2 separate regions of the Mus musculus genome follow, and region 2 is linked to region 1. Evidence: chromatin contacts called from public promoter capture Hi-C data. All regions are on one chromosome and are shown on one strand. Each heading gives the region's core, a stretch centred on a gene start, on an enhancer-like site or on the middle of the called end of the contact. The rest is flanking DNA. Distances are from core to core; before and after follow the strand shown. Region 1 has its middle 16 kb from the start of Cbfb. Region 2 overlaps Fhod1 (formin homology 2 domain containing 1).

The links. Capture Hi-C pulls out chosen DNA fragments and counts their contacts.
Region 2: a contact with region 1 is called in a promoter capture Hi-C map of liver. The contact joins two enhancer-like sites. A contact is called at or near these places in 1 of 39 promoter capture datasets (neural stem cells), 4 of 484 Hi-C or Micro-C datasets (CD4 T cells, CD8 T cells, neutrophils and 1 more), 5 of 115 datasets of contacts at active chromatin or transcription factors (the 230-238 cell line, bone marrow-derived macrophages and embryonic stem cells) and 3 of 9 other capture datasets (adipose tissue, embryonic stem cells and liver).

What each region holds. Positions count from the first base shown.
Region 1 is chr8:105,151,546-105,157,577 of GRCm38.p6, reverse strand. No RefSeq gene overlaps it. Among named protein-coding and RNA genes, the nearest start is that of Cbfb, 16 kb to the left of the region's middle. Within about 2 kb of position 2,032, at least 9 of the 459 cell types and tissues checked have an H3K27ac peak or open chromatin away from gene starts, as enhancers often do. A contact at or near this core is called in liver and neural stem cells, where this site is marked.
Region 2 is chr8:105,336,211-105,342,136 of GRCm38.p6, reverse strand. It overlaps Fhod1 (formin homology 2 domain containing 1), which reads left to right. Exons shown (of 22, transcript NM_177699.4): 2 at 3,177-3,283; 3 at 3,671-3,735; 4 at 4,040-4,107; 5 at 4,180-4,285; 6 at 4,368-4,462; 7 at 4,708-4,819; 8 at 4,920-5,014; 9 at 5,107-5,250; 10 at 5,341-5,498; 11 at 5,576-5,755. Among named protein-coding and RNA genes, the nearest start is that of Gm46049, 6.6 kb to the left of the region's middle. Within about 2 kb of position 1,261, at least 95 of the 459 cell types and tissues checked have an H3K27ac peak or open chromatin away from gene starts, as enhancers often do. A contact at or near this core is called in liver and neural stem cells, where this site is marked.

The DNA of each region.
Region 1 (6,032 bases), core at 783-3,282:
TGTATTGGTCACATAAAACACAAGCGGGTCAGGGTTTTTCCTGACTGAGAGGATTGGAGAAGATCACAGGCTGCGGCTGGAAATCTGCCTCATTCGCTAAGAGTGCATCTTGCTCTATTGGAGGATCTAAGTTTGGTTCCCAGAATTCACATCACGCAACTCATGATCACCTGTGACTCTAGGATCCCAACATCCTCCTCTTCTATCCTACTCAGATTCTCATGCGTCTGCTTGTACACACACACACACACACACACACACACACACACACACACACAATTTTTAAGAATCAGAGTAGAGGCAACAGCTATGTTAAAACCCAGGATCCCCACCCTGCCCCTTTCTGAGCACCGTGGTTTGCTATGACTCGGGAGGGGCAAATTCGTGGTTTTGAAAGATCCAGCAACTGAGTTTTGGAGTCCTGGGCCTGATTGATGTCTTTGGGAGGCTATGGAGGCAGCACTAGCCTTTTCCCCCAGGCTGGCAGAGCTGCTCCTTGGGCAGGCGCCATGAATCAACCATAGGCACCTCTGCCATGTTGATAGATTTTCCTGCCACTAGTGTTAATTTCCTGAAAGCCCTTCTTTCCCACCTTCAGCCTCCCCATCAAAAAGAACAAGATCTGTAATGGTCTTAGGATCCAAAGAGCTGCAAGTGATAAGGCTTTGTAGCTGGAAGGAGCTTAGGCCAGAGTCTTTTTTTTTTTCTTCAAGATTTATTTACTTATTTTATGTATATGAGTACACTGTAGTTGTACAGATGCTTGGGAGCCTTCAAGTGGTTGTTGGGAATTGAAATTTTAGGACCTCTGCTTGTTCCAGTAAACCCTGCAGACAGCTTCAGATCTCATTATGGGTAGTTGTGAGACACCATATGGTTGCTGGGATTTGAACTCAGGACCTTCAGAAGTGATCTTACCCACTGAGCCGTCTCGCCAGCCCCTTAGGGCATAGTCTTGTTTCACCACTGGGGCTGTTTCTAGTGTACAGATGAGGAGAGGCAGGCTATGGGATGCAAGAGACCTACCTGAAGATGGAACCAAGGTCACGTCCAGACAAGAACACAGTGTTCCCAGATTATGCTTAGGAGCCATGGGGAATCCTGCTCTACATAGTCATCTAGACTTAGCCTTAGGGGTTTCTTTTTCAGGGCTCAAATAGACCCCCCCATATCTCCCTCCCAATGGCTCTCCAAACAAATCCCAAGTTCAAGCCCCCTTGACCACAAAGCTGGTGGTAAGAGAGTCCAGTCCAGTCTTGGTTAGCTTTCCCTGGGATAGCACGTGGCTCTGCCTGAACTCCCTCTTGGGGCTTTTTATGGGCCTAGTGAATATTGGATGAGGTCTCCAATCCAGGGGAAGATCATAAGAGTTTCTAGGCTAGACTGTCTAAGAAAACTCTGGCCACAGTGGCTCAGGGTTACTCTGCTTGTATGGAGGGCTGAGGTTGGTCAGAGCTGACCCCTTTTGCCCTTACCCATAACTCTTTAGGAAAATAGTGTATCTGGAAACCTTCTTCAACTTCTGTTTCCCTCGAACGTTCCCAAGTTCTAGTCATCTACTTTGTGAACGTGCTAGCTGTAAGAGATCAGTTTTGGCTCAAGACCCCAAAGACTATGTTCTCAGCACAAAGGAGACTTATTTGCTCCAGAGGAACAGAGGGCAGAGAATAAGAGACAAAGACAGGAGATACAGGAAGAGGGAGAAGGGGAAGAGAACAAGAGAGAGGGGGCAGGGCTATTTGACAAAGAACTGCCTCTGAATAGAGAGGAGACAGACTTGGCACACAGGAAAGTGGTGGATTACAAAGGTAAAAGAGGAAACCCTGTGTTAGAATGAGGTGTTTAATTTTAATTGGCCATGTTAATTAGGTGAGCCAAAAGGGACTTTTGATTGCTGGATTTCAATGCTTTGATAGCTGGACCTTGGTAGTTGGCCTCAAAAGAAAGAAGTAGCTAAATAAGGGAACAGACCTTGGGGGCTGGCTTTAGGAATGTAATCTAACAGTGTTTAGCAAGGCAGAGGGAATAAGGGAGAAGGGCAAGGTCTGCCAGAGCCATGTTTGCCAGGCTGGGCTGGCCAGACAGAGTCCCTTTGCCAGTTCCAGTCTATAAAGAATAAACTCACTGTCCAATTCTGTACCACAACCTCCTTGGGTCAGCTCTCTCCTATTCCAGTTCTTCTACATACTTATGCAACCTCCAAGATCTTTCTGGAAAGTAACTATGCCTAGGACGTGTTCCTGTTATGGTCGGTCCCCAGTGCTTCAGAGCAGGGTCTATGCTTCCTGCAAACTTACGGACCTGGTATGCCAGCTGAGCCACACTGCTGGAAATGAACAAGCCTGACTCAAGACCTCTGATCCTGCTGCCCCCCTCTGATCGACAGAGCTCCCCTCTTCTCTCGTGTCTGGTCTTTCTACCTTTTCTTACTAGTCCTTTTAAATGCTCCTTCTGAAAGCCCTTCTAGACTCCCCGGCCCCACCCAAGTTTGGTGTTTTCCTCTGTGGTCCCATAACCGTCCAGCCTACGCATTCTAGCATCCTCTACACCCAGACTCTGTTAGTGGCCATCCAGGCTAAGAGTCTGCTCACCTGCTGCTACCTTCTTAGCGCCTAGGCACTATTCTCTGCCAGGTTGGGTTGTTCTTATTCTCTATCAGTCTACCTATGTGCCTGTGTGTTTACCAACCTCAGTCTCTTTCCTTTGATGAAAGGAAACTCAATGACTTTCTTGGCCAGTCATTCCGTTGTCCTTTTATCTGCCTCTGTTTTTTTCCCTCATTTCCCACCCTTTAATTTGCTCTTGCTCTATGAAGTACCCTAGGCAGTCTCATTGCCACCATGTGTCTTCATTAATCCATCTCCATTGCCAGTCAGTTTCCCAGAGGCATGGATTCCTTTTGACACAGTTAATGGCACTGGCACACAGAAAGAGGTGCCCCAACTCTTTAAGTGATCCTCTCTTCCCCAACAGTCCGGACCCGCCCGGCTTGAGAGAGATCACTTGCGGAAAGAGCAAGGCAGGCACTCACTCCTTCCCTGACTGAGGCCAATCTGAGAGGAGTGTGGGCATAGAAAAGACCACTGCGGCCAGGCCTCAGCCCCTCCTGCCCAGGCCCTTGTAGAACCTATAGGGAAAGAGAAGTGCTGCCCAGCATTCTCTCCAGCTAACCCACCTTTCCTCCTGAATCCTTTCCCACTCTTTCTTTGAGGACTTTCAGCTCCTACCATTGTATGTCCTAGGCATTGGCTCCATCATTATAGGGCTCCAGTGTGTCCAACAGCAGTTGCAAAGGTCATGTTAGAAGGACCCTGATGTGTTTGGCGCTCCATACCAGCCGCCACTGCTCCTTTTCCCAGCTCCTCTTTACCTGGTGCTTCCTTGCATCTCAGGGCTTTTTACTAGGTTAGGGTCTAAGCTAAAACTCCTGGAACCTGCAGACCCCTGGAGGCAAAGTCTGATCCCAAATTCCAATATATATAATTTAATATATGCTTTAAAATACATATGAATATATTCAAATATATATTTATACAATATACAATGTATAAAATATATATTTTAAGATAATATATTAATACTTTACATATGTTATATAATATAATGTATATAAATACATACAAATATATTTAATTTTTATTTTTTAAAGATTTAATTTATTTATTATATGTAAGTGCACTGTAGCTGTCTTCAGACACACCAGAAGAGGGCATCAGATCTCATTACAGACGGTTGTGAGCCACTATGTGGCTGCTGGGATTTGAACTCAGGACCTTCGGGACAGCAGTCAGTGCTCTTAACTGCTGGGCCATTCTTTAGCCCTATTATATATATGTGATATATATATATATATACACCACACACACACAAATGTATATATACGTATACGTATATATATTCAGGGCAAAGGACCTAGGGAAGGAAGTCTATACATTCATTTAGTAGTGTTGAAGACCTTGATTGAGCTCCTTTCTGCCTTCTTTACTGCAGGAAGAGCAAGAACAAGAACGTACTGTGGGTTTTCAAAGCCTGGTTCTGCCATGGTCACCATCAGGGAACTGATTTGCACACTGCTAACCCAGACCCAGAGAAATGATGAGGGTCCTGAAAAAGCTAGAATACACCAGGTGTCTCAGTGGCAATTCTAGGACTGTGGTTGTATGGTCCCAGTGTTCTAGCTGCTGCAGGATGAATTGATGACTGGCTCCAAGGCACAAGAGGTGGGAGGCTAAGGAGTCCTCCCAGTGGCGTCCAACCCTCTTGCTCTGCCACCAGTCAGCCGCTGTTAAGTTCCAGGCCCAGGCGCCCTGGAGTCCGCTCTGGCTCTGGACAGTAGCCAGCGACCGGATCCATCACTGCAGTTGGCATGAGGCCAGATGGCTGGTCCCTCGGAGCTCCCAGGCAGCTGGCACTGTCGGTGTGCCGTGAAGGCTAAGATCCGCTCCTGATTGCCGGAGCCTGATGCGAGAGGAGGAGTCAGTTGCGGTGCTGCGGGGCCAGCGGTCAGCGGGACTGGTGGAACACTAATTGGTCCTTTCCCAGCCTGCTTGGCTGTTAATTGCTCCTTTGAGTGTAAAGGTGTCGGAGAAAAAGGGGGCGCTGCCTCCAGAGCCGGAAGCCAGAAGCCAGGCTCCAGCCCCAAGTTGGGCTTTGGAAATGCCTTCGAGCGGAGGCGGTGGCTTGTATCTGTAAAGGGTTCACCACCCCTCCGGGGTTGGCCAGCAAAGGTAAAGAGACAAGAGAACGTAGGCAGAGTGTGCGGTGTGGGAAGGGGCTGGTGGAAGACTGCACCTTCTTGGAGGGATGAGGAGAGTAAGGAGCCAGCTATCCACCTGGCTCCCTTCCAGGTTGCCCATTGGTATTCTATGCTGGAACCCCAGGGGAGGTCGAAGGTCCTAGAGTTTCCCGGAGCCTTTATTATTCTGTCAGCCACAGCCAGGTTGGAGTCTGAGCTCTTATTTATGCGCTCAGCGGTACTTCCTCTAATTTGGAGGATAAACACCCTTCTTTAGGCCTAGGTGAACAGGCCTACAGAGGAATATTGAAAGAGAAAATAAAGTTGCGAGTAGAGACTCAGGTGTGCAATCCCGCACCTTGGAGGCCGGATTGTTAAGAGTTCAAGGCCAGACCCAGCGCTCTCATATTGGATTACAATATGAGACCCTATGTGAAGAACAGGATAAATAATAGGTGCTGGAGAGGTGGCTCAATGCTTAAGGGCACGTTTTTTCTCTTGCAGAGGACGCAGGTTTAATCCCCAGCACCCACATGGTGGCTGCAAACATCTGTAATTGCAGTTTCAGTGATCCGATGCCCTCTTCTGAAGTCACACATGCTGCATACACATGCAGGCAAACACTCATATACATAAAAATTTAAATACATAAACCTTTAAAAAATAGAATAAATTAAAAAAAAATTAAAGCTCAGAGAAGGCAGGCAGGCTTCATTCAAGGTCACAGAAATAAATATAGGACTTTTGCAATGGGATTTTACAGCGGGAGAAGGGAGAAATTAGGCTCAAATTCCAATATAACATAGGTTAAGTGGAAATTTATAGTTAACAGCAGTGTGGTGAGCGGGTGAAAAAATATTAACAAGAAGTATTAGAGGTTCTGGCTAAAGGTATCTAACAATTCTTCAAAACAATGTACATTTATTTTGTGTGTGTGTGAGTGTCTTGCCTGCATGTGTCTGTGCGCTCCTTGGTTCTTGCAGAGGCCAGAAGAGGGCGTGCTGAAGGAACTGGAAGCAGAGATGGGTGTGCTGGAAATCAACCTTAGGGTCTTCTGGCTTGGCAGCCAGTGCTTTTAAATGCTGAATCATCTCTTCAGCCCGATTATCTAAAAAGTTTGGCTGAGGACAGGTCCAGGTGCTCAGACATCTCCTGGAGGATGTGTAGGATGAGGGGCCTCCATTAGTTATGAGCTATTGAGTCGGGGGTGGGGGTGGAAGTGGGGGTGGGGTGTGGATCCTCTGGTTAAATTGACTTGGCAGGGCTCTTGCTAAAAATGGACCTAGTTGAAACAAAT
Region 2 (5,926 bases), core at 12-2,511, 190 kb before region 1:
GTCCCAGGGAGCTCTGGGGGTACTGGTTAGTTCATATTGGTGTTTTAATTTTTTTTTTTTTAAGTAAGAAGTAGATAATAAAGTAAGGATTTTGCCCAGTGATCAAGTACTTGTCAACATGAAAAAGGCTGTTTGGTTCCCACCCCTGTAAAAAAATTTATTTATTTATTTATTTATTTATTTATTTATTTATTTATTAAAAACAGAGAAGCCAGGAATAGTGCTGCATGCTTTTAATCCCAGCACAGAGACAGAAGGATCTCTGAATTCAAGGCTAGCCTAGTCGATGACATGAGTTTCAGAACAGTGAGTGCTACATAGTGTGCCCTGTCTCAAAACACCAAACCAACCAACCAAAAACCCAAAAAAACAAAAAAACAGGCTTGAGCCGTTGCCTTTACTACTCCTGCAAAGGACCCCGGTCCACATGGGTTTTGGCTGCCAGGAAAGCCCAAGCTGGGGGACTAAGGAGATTCATGGCTGGTGGCCAAAGTGAAGGAAGCCTGGGAAAAATGAGGGAGGGAGTACCCGAAGATGGAGGCCAGCTGTGAGGAAGACAAGAGCCGGGGTTTGAGATAGAGGCCCATTATTGTGCCGGCCTAGAGCAATGTCATTGGAAACTAGGTCTTGCTCAAGCCCGGCCGACCCCCAGGGTGTGAGAAAAGAGTCCCAGAGGTTTGCCTCTCAGAATGTCGATCCCAGGAAGGGGCCAGAGGGTGTGAAGGATAAGCCCCATCTTGCTGGCAGGAAGTCTGTCCTTGCTCTGGGCCTGGGCCTGGCGCCCGACCTCCTATTTCCACTCAGGACAAATAGCTGAGAGCAGAAACTGACGTGATGGTACCAGGCTGCATGCTCTCTCTAGATCTTTCCCTATGATGGACCCTTGGTGGGATGGATGGGTGAAATGTTTGGAGAGCTTGCATCTGCATCCAGGACAAAAGCTTAAACCTGTTTAGCCGAGGATGCTGGAGTGGTGGCCCCTTAGCCTTCAGGGCTGGACCCTTGGCCCGGATCTCATCACGGAGGGAGAGGACCATTCCCAGTTTACTTAGGGTGGCGATGCATGTCCCATGGAGGAAGGAAGAACGGAATGGTGGGCCTAACATCTCCAGATGTGCTACTTTGGCCTGTGCTCAGCCATTCCTAGCCACACATCTGGGTATTCCAAGTTGTCAGGCACTTAAAGCAGTTTGATACCTCCTCTTAGAACTCATGGAAGTTGTGAGTCCACCTTTATTAATTAGTGAGTCTCTTCTGAGTCAAGGATGACTTGTCTCCCTGGCTGGGCTGGAAGGAAAAGTCAGCAGAGATGTTTCCTGCTGTGTCCTGCAGACCTAAAACCAGTTTCTGGTTCATGGTTGTTCTGTTGAATGAGCTAGTCTGTGTGTGATTTGGAGGCAATCCTTGGGAGAGGTATATTTAAAGTCCCCAGGTTCTGTAGTTTAACCAGTACCGGGGGCCTTGTAGCTGGGCTTCAATGGGGTGGGTTCGGGAGCAGGCTGATGAGTCTGTGTAGGAAGAGAGATTGGGAGGAATGTTGGCTGCTGTCAGTTGAGCTCGCACTGACAAGATTACCTAACCCGTGTACCTTGCTGCCTCCTCTCAGACCTGTTCCCCAGTAGACCCAGGAGATGACTCTGCTCCCCTGGAAGGAAAGAGAGGCCAAGCCTGCCCAAGGCGCCCAAGGAAGGGCAGGCAGCCAGGCAGGAAGTGGGACAAACAGGCTGGAGTGTTTGTCCTGTGTCCCATGTCCCAGGCAAGGGGGTGGGGTGGGGTGGGGTGGGGTGGGGGTGGGTGGGTCACCTAAGGGCCCCACAGGCTAAACTGTCAGGAAGGAGAAAGTTCAGGCTCTGAGCTAACCAGAGGCAGAAGAAGGGATAGAAGCTGCACTGGCCCCCAGCCCCTCCACCCAGGGACCAAGAAGAGCCGAAAGCCCTTGGGTGAGGTTCAAAGCTGGGCAGAGTTGAGCAAGTCATAGGAAAAATGATAGAGGTGACTTGCCTAGTAAGACAGCTACCAGAAGGTCCCCCTTTCTTCCCAGAGGCATTCTCACCCTGTGACACAGCACCTCAATAACAGTTACTCAGGATTGTGGGCGGGCACACAGATTTTGATTAGCTCTGCATATCAGCACTGTGCTAACGGGGGAAGTGTCAGGGAGAGAGGCACAAGGTTACCCCTGGAGGATCTGGAAGTTACCTCATTCAACCTTCTATAAACATTCTCTCTCTCTTTTTTTTAAGATTGATTTTTTTTGCTAGGAGGCAGAAGCAGGCAGACCTCTGTGAGTTCAAGGTCAGCCTGCTCCACAGAGCAAGTTTCATGACAACCGAGGATACAGAGAGAAACCTTCTCTTGATAGACAAGGAAACAAAAATAAAAAAATTCCTGTCAGGATTTTTATTTTATTTTGAATGAGTAGGAGTCTTGGCTTTCCTGTCTGACTGTGTACTACCTGTGGGCCTAGTGCCTGTGGAGGCCTGGAGCTGAAGTGACAGATTACTGTAAGCTGTCATGTGAGTGCTGGGACCTGAACCCAGATCCTCTGATAGAACAGCCAGTGCTCTTAATCACTGAGCCATCTCACTAGCACTTACAGTCATTTTTTTTTAAAGACCCAATATTGAGCCAGGATTACAGGGGTAAACAGGAGAAACAAACCAGGGATGGGGCTGGTGTCTTCTCATGTAGGGTCTGATGGCATCAGACTCAAAAATTAGCTTACCTGAAGTTTACCTAGAATGGTTGTAACTGTAGCTTACTTGGGGAAAGGACAAAAAGGGGACAAGAAGCTGCTGCGACCTGGAGGGAGTAGGGAGTCTGGATTGGCTCCTGACAGGAATTCCCAGCTGGCTCTGCACCTCCATAAACCGTTAACACTTTCTCTCTGAGCTTGAATACTTTTGCGGCTGAAGCTTATCACCCCTCCAGGCTGTGAACTTCCTTGAAGGCAGCCACTTCCCTCTCTCCTCCTCCATGGCCCTTCCTTATTTGTGGTTTGTTAATGCAAAAATAAAAAGCAAAAACCAACCAACCCCAACCCCCAAAATACCCTCCAGGGCTGTAGCTTGATGGTTTAACATGTGGGCTTGATTCCTAGTAGCACAGAAACAAAACAGACGGCAAAAATCTGAGCTGCAGCACCAGCCCTGATAGTTCTGTCCCTTTGTTTCCAGCTGGAGGACTGTGCATTGCAAGTGTCTCCCTCCGGATACTACCTGGACCCGGAGCTGTCCCTAGAAGAACAGCGGGAGATGCTGGAGGGTTTCTATGAAGAGATCAGGTCAGAGTTGAAAGGGTGAGGGAGGCCAGGGAACCCTTCCCATTTGAGGAGGTCTGGCCAGAGCCTTCAACCCCGGGCCCCACTGGGGCCCAGCTCAGGTATCAGCAGCTGAGATACTCTGTGTACAGCCTGGGCTGTAGGCCAGTGCAGAGAACAATGCCGGGGGCTGGTACCCACAATTATGTGGAAATGGGGGTACTCTCATACCTCAGTACCTGTGTTTATAAAAACTCTCCTGTTCGGCTAACCCTTGGACCCCCAGATTAGTAGTTGGGAGGGAAGGAGCGGGCCAGGGTTCACATGTAGGTGTCTTTAGATATCTCTGCTTTGAGGCTGGGGACTCAGCAGAATCTGCCGGGAGCCACTAACATGGCTACTTGCTTTTAGCAAAGGGCGGAAGCCCACGTTAATCCTGCGGACCCAGCTCTCCGTGAGGGTCAATGCTATCTTGGGTAAGTGTGTGTCGTCTCCTGCCGTCTTGTCCCCTTCTTTTCACACACAGCCTAGTGGGCCTTAGCTTCTTTCGGACCTGTGCTGGGCTATGGACTGGGTGGGTTGGAGATCTGGTGTGTCCTCCTCTCTCCCTTTCCTGTCCTTCCCTTCTGGGTCAGGATCCATGCCACAGCTGGACTGCAGTCATGGTGACAGAGGAGGGTGCCCAGAGTCAGAGTAGAAGGCAGGCTTGAGAATACTAGAAGCTTCAGTTATGCTAGTGGAAGAAGACAGTGTCTGTGTTCCCCCACTTATCCCTTGTAGAAAAGCTGTATGGCTCCAGTGGCCCCGAGCTCCGCCGATCTCTCTTCTCATTAAAGCAGATATTCCAGGTAAGATCCAGAGGTGGGCTGAGGGTTGGCGTCCCACCCAGTCCCCCTTAAACTTGCCCATGGTGCCCACAGGAAGACAAGGACCTGGTGCCCGAATTCGTGCACTCGGAGGGTCTGAGTTGCCTGATCCGCGTGGGTGCTGCTGCAGACCACAACTACCAGAGCTACATCCTTCGAGGTCAGCACCATACTTTCCCCCTTGGTCTTCGGTCCCATGCCTCCCCTCCCCGCCCTGACCTCTTCCCATTTTCTGTCTCTAGCCCTGGGCCAGCTGATGCTGTTTGTGGATGGGATGCTGGGGGTGGTGGCCCACAGCGAGACCGTGCAGTGGCTGTATACCCTGTGTGCTAGCCTGGTAAGTGGCTTTACCCAGACATATGTACCCTTTCCCCTTTGGGTCCCGCTGAGCCTCAATTTCCTCTTCTGCAAAGTGGTTGGAGTAAGCCTGAGGTCCCTAGAAAACTAAGCTGCACCTCCAAGCCCAGGCCCCAACCAGGGTCTTCCTACATCTTCGGATCCAGCCCCAGGAGCCCTTCCCCCTCCTCCAGGAACTAACAGTCTGGTCCAAGCCCCACTCATGTGGATTGGCTTCTCCCCCAGTCCCGCTTGGTGGTAAAGACAGCCCTGAAGCTGCTGCTGGTGTTTGTGGAGTATTCCGAGAACAACGCGCCGCTGTTCATCCAGGCAGTCAACGCAGTAGCCAGTGCCACCGGTCAGAGCCTCTCTTTCCCTTTCTCCATCTCTCAGCCCTCTCTCCTACTGCTCCGCCCCCCCCCCCAACCGTGGTTACTCCTCCCCTTTCTGTGCGGCAGGTACTCTTCCCTGGGCCAACTTGGTGTCCATCCTGGAGGAGAAGAATGGAGCTGATGCAGAGTTGTTGGTGTACACTGTCACTCTCATTAACAAGGTATGGAACCGAGACTAGGTGCCAACTGTGGACCCTTGGCCCACGATCCCCCACATCAACCTCAGCCTTGGCTTCCTGCATCCACCTTCCAGACGCTGGCGGCACTCCCAGACCAGGACTCCTTCTATGATGTGACAGATGCTCTGGAGCAGCAGGGCATGGAAGCGCTGGTCCAACGTTTCTTGGGCACCGCTGGCACTGATGTTGACCTGCGAACCCAGCTAACGCTCTATGAGGTGTGCCGGGGGAGGGGTGCAGCTCCCAAGTACCTATCCCATTTATTGGGCCTCAGCTGCTCGCTCACATGTCCTGACCACCTCCGATAGAGTGCCCTTCGGTTAGAGGATGGAGATATGGAAGAGGCTGCAGCCGCCGCTGCTGCAGGTGGCCGGCGAGAGCGGCGGAAGCCATCCTCGGAGGAGGGCAAAAGGAGCCGAAGATCACTAGAAGGTGGAGGCTGCCCTGTGCGTGCCCCAGAACCTGGGTAAGTACATACCTGGGTCTGTGTGAAGTGGGGAATCTGCCAGGCGTGGCGCCACTGTTAACAGGCCCCGCCTCTAGCTCTACAGGCTCCGCCTCACCAGTAGGCTCCACCCCCTCCACTGGCTCCGCCCCGCCTACAAATCCAGCCTTCAGCTCTACTGGCCCAGCCTCTGGCCTTCTTCGAACCTCAGTGAACCTCTTTCCTACCATTTCCGTGGGGCCGTCAGTGGACAGTTCCTGTGAGAGAAGCGTCTACAAGTAAGTGGGGAGGCCAAGTCCCATCCCCAAGTCCTGTCTCCCACTGTCCCTCCGCTCTGCGCGCCTCCACGGGCTCTCGGCCTCCTCTGCCCAAAACGCCTTGCTCTCTCTCTCTTTTCAGACTTCACCAAACTGCTCCCGTTTGGTAAGTGACTGCTGGAGGGTGAGGAC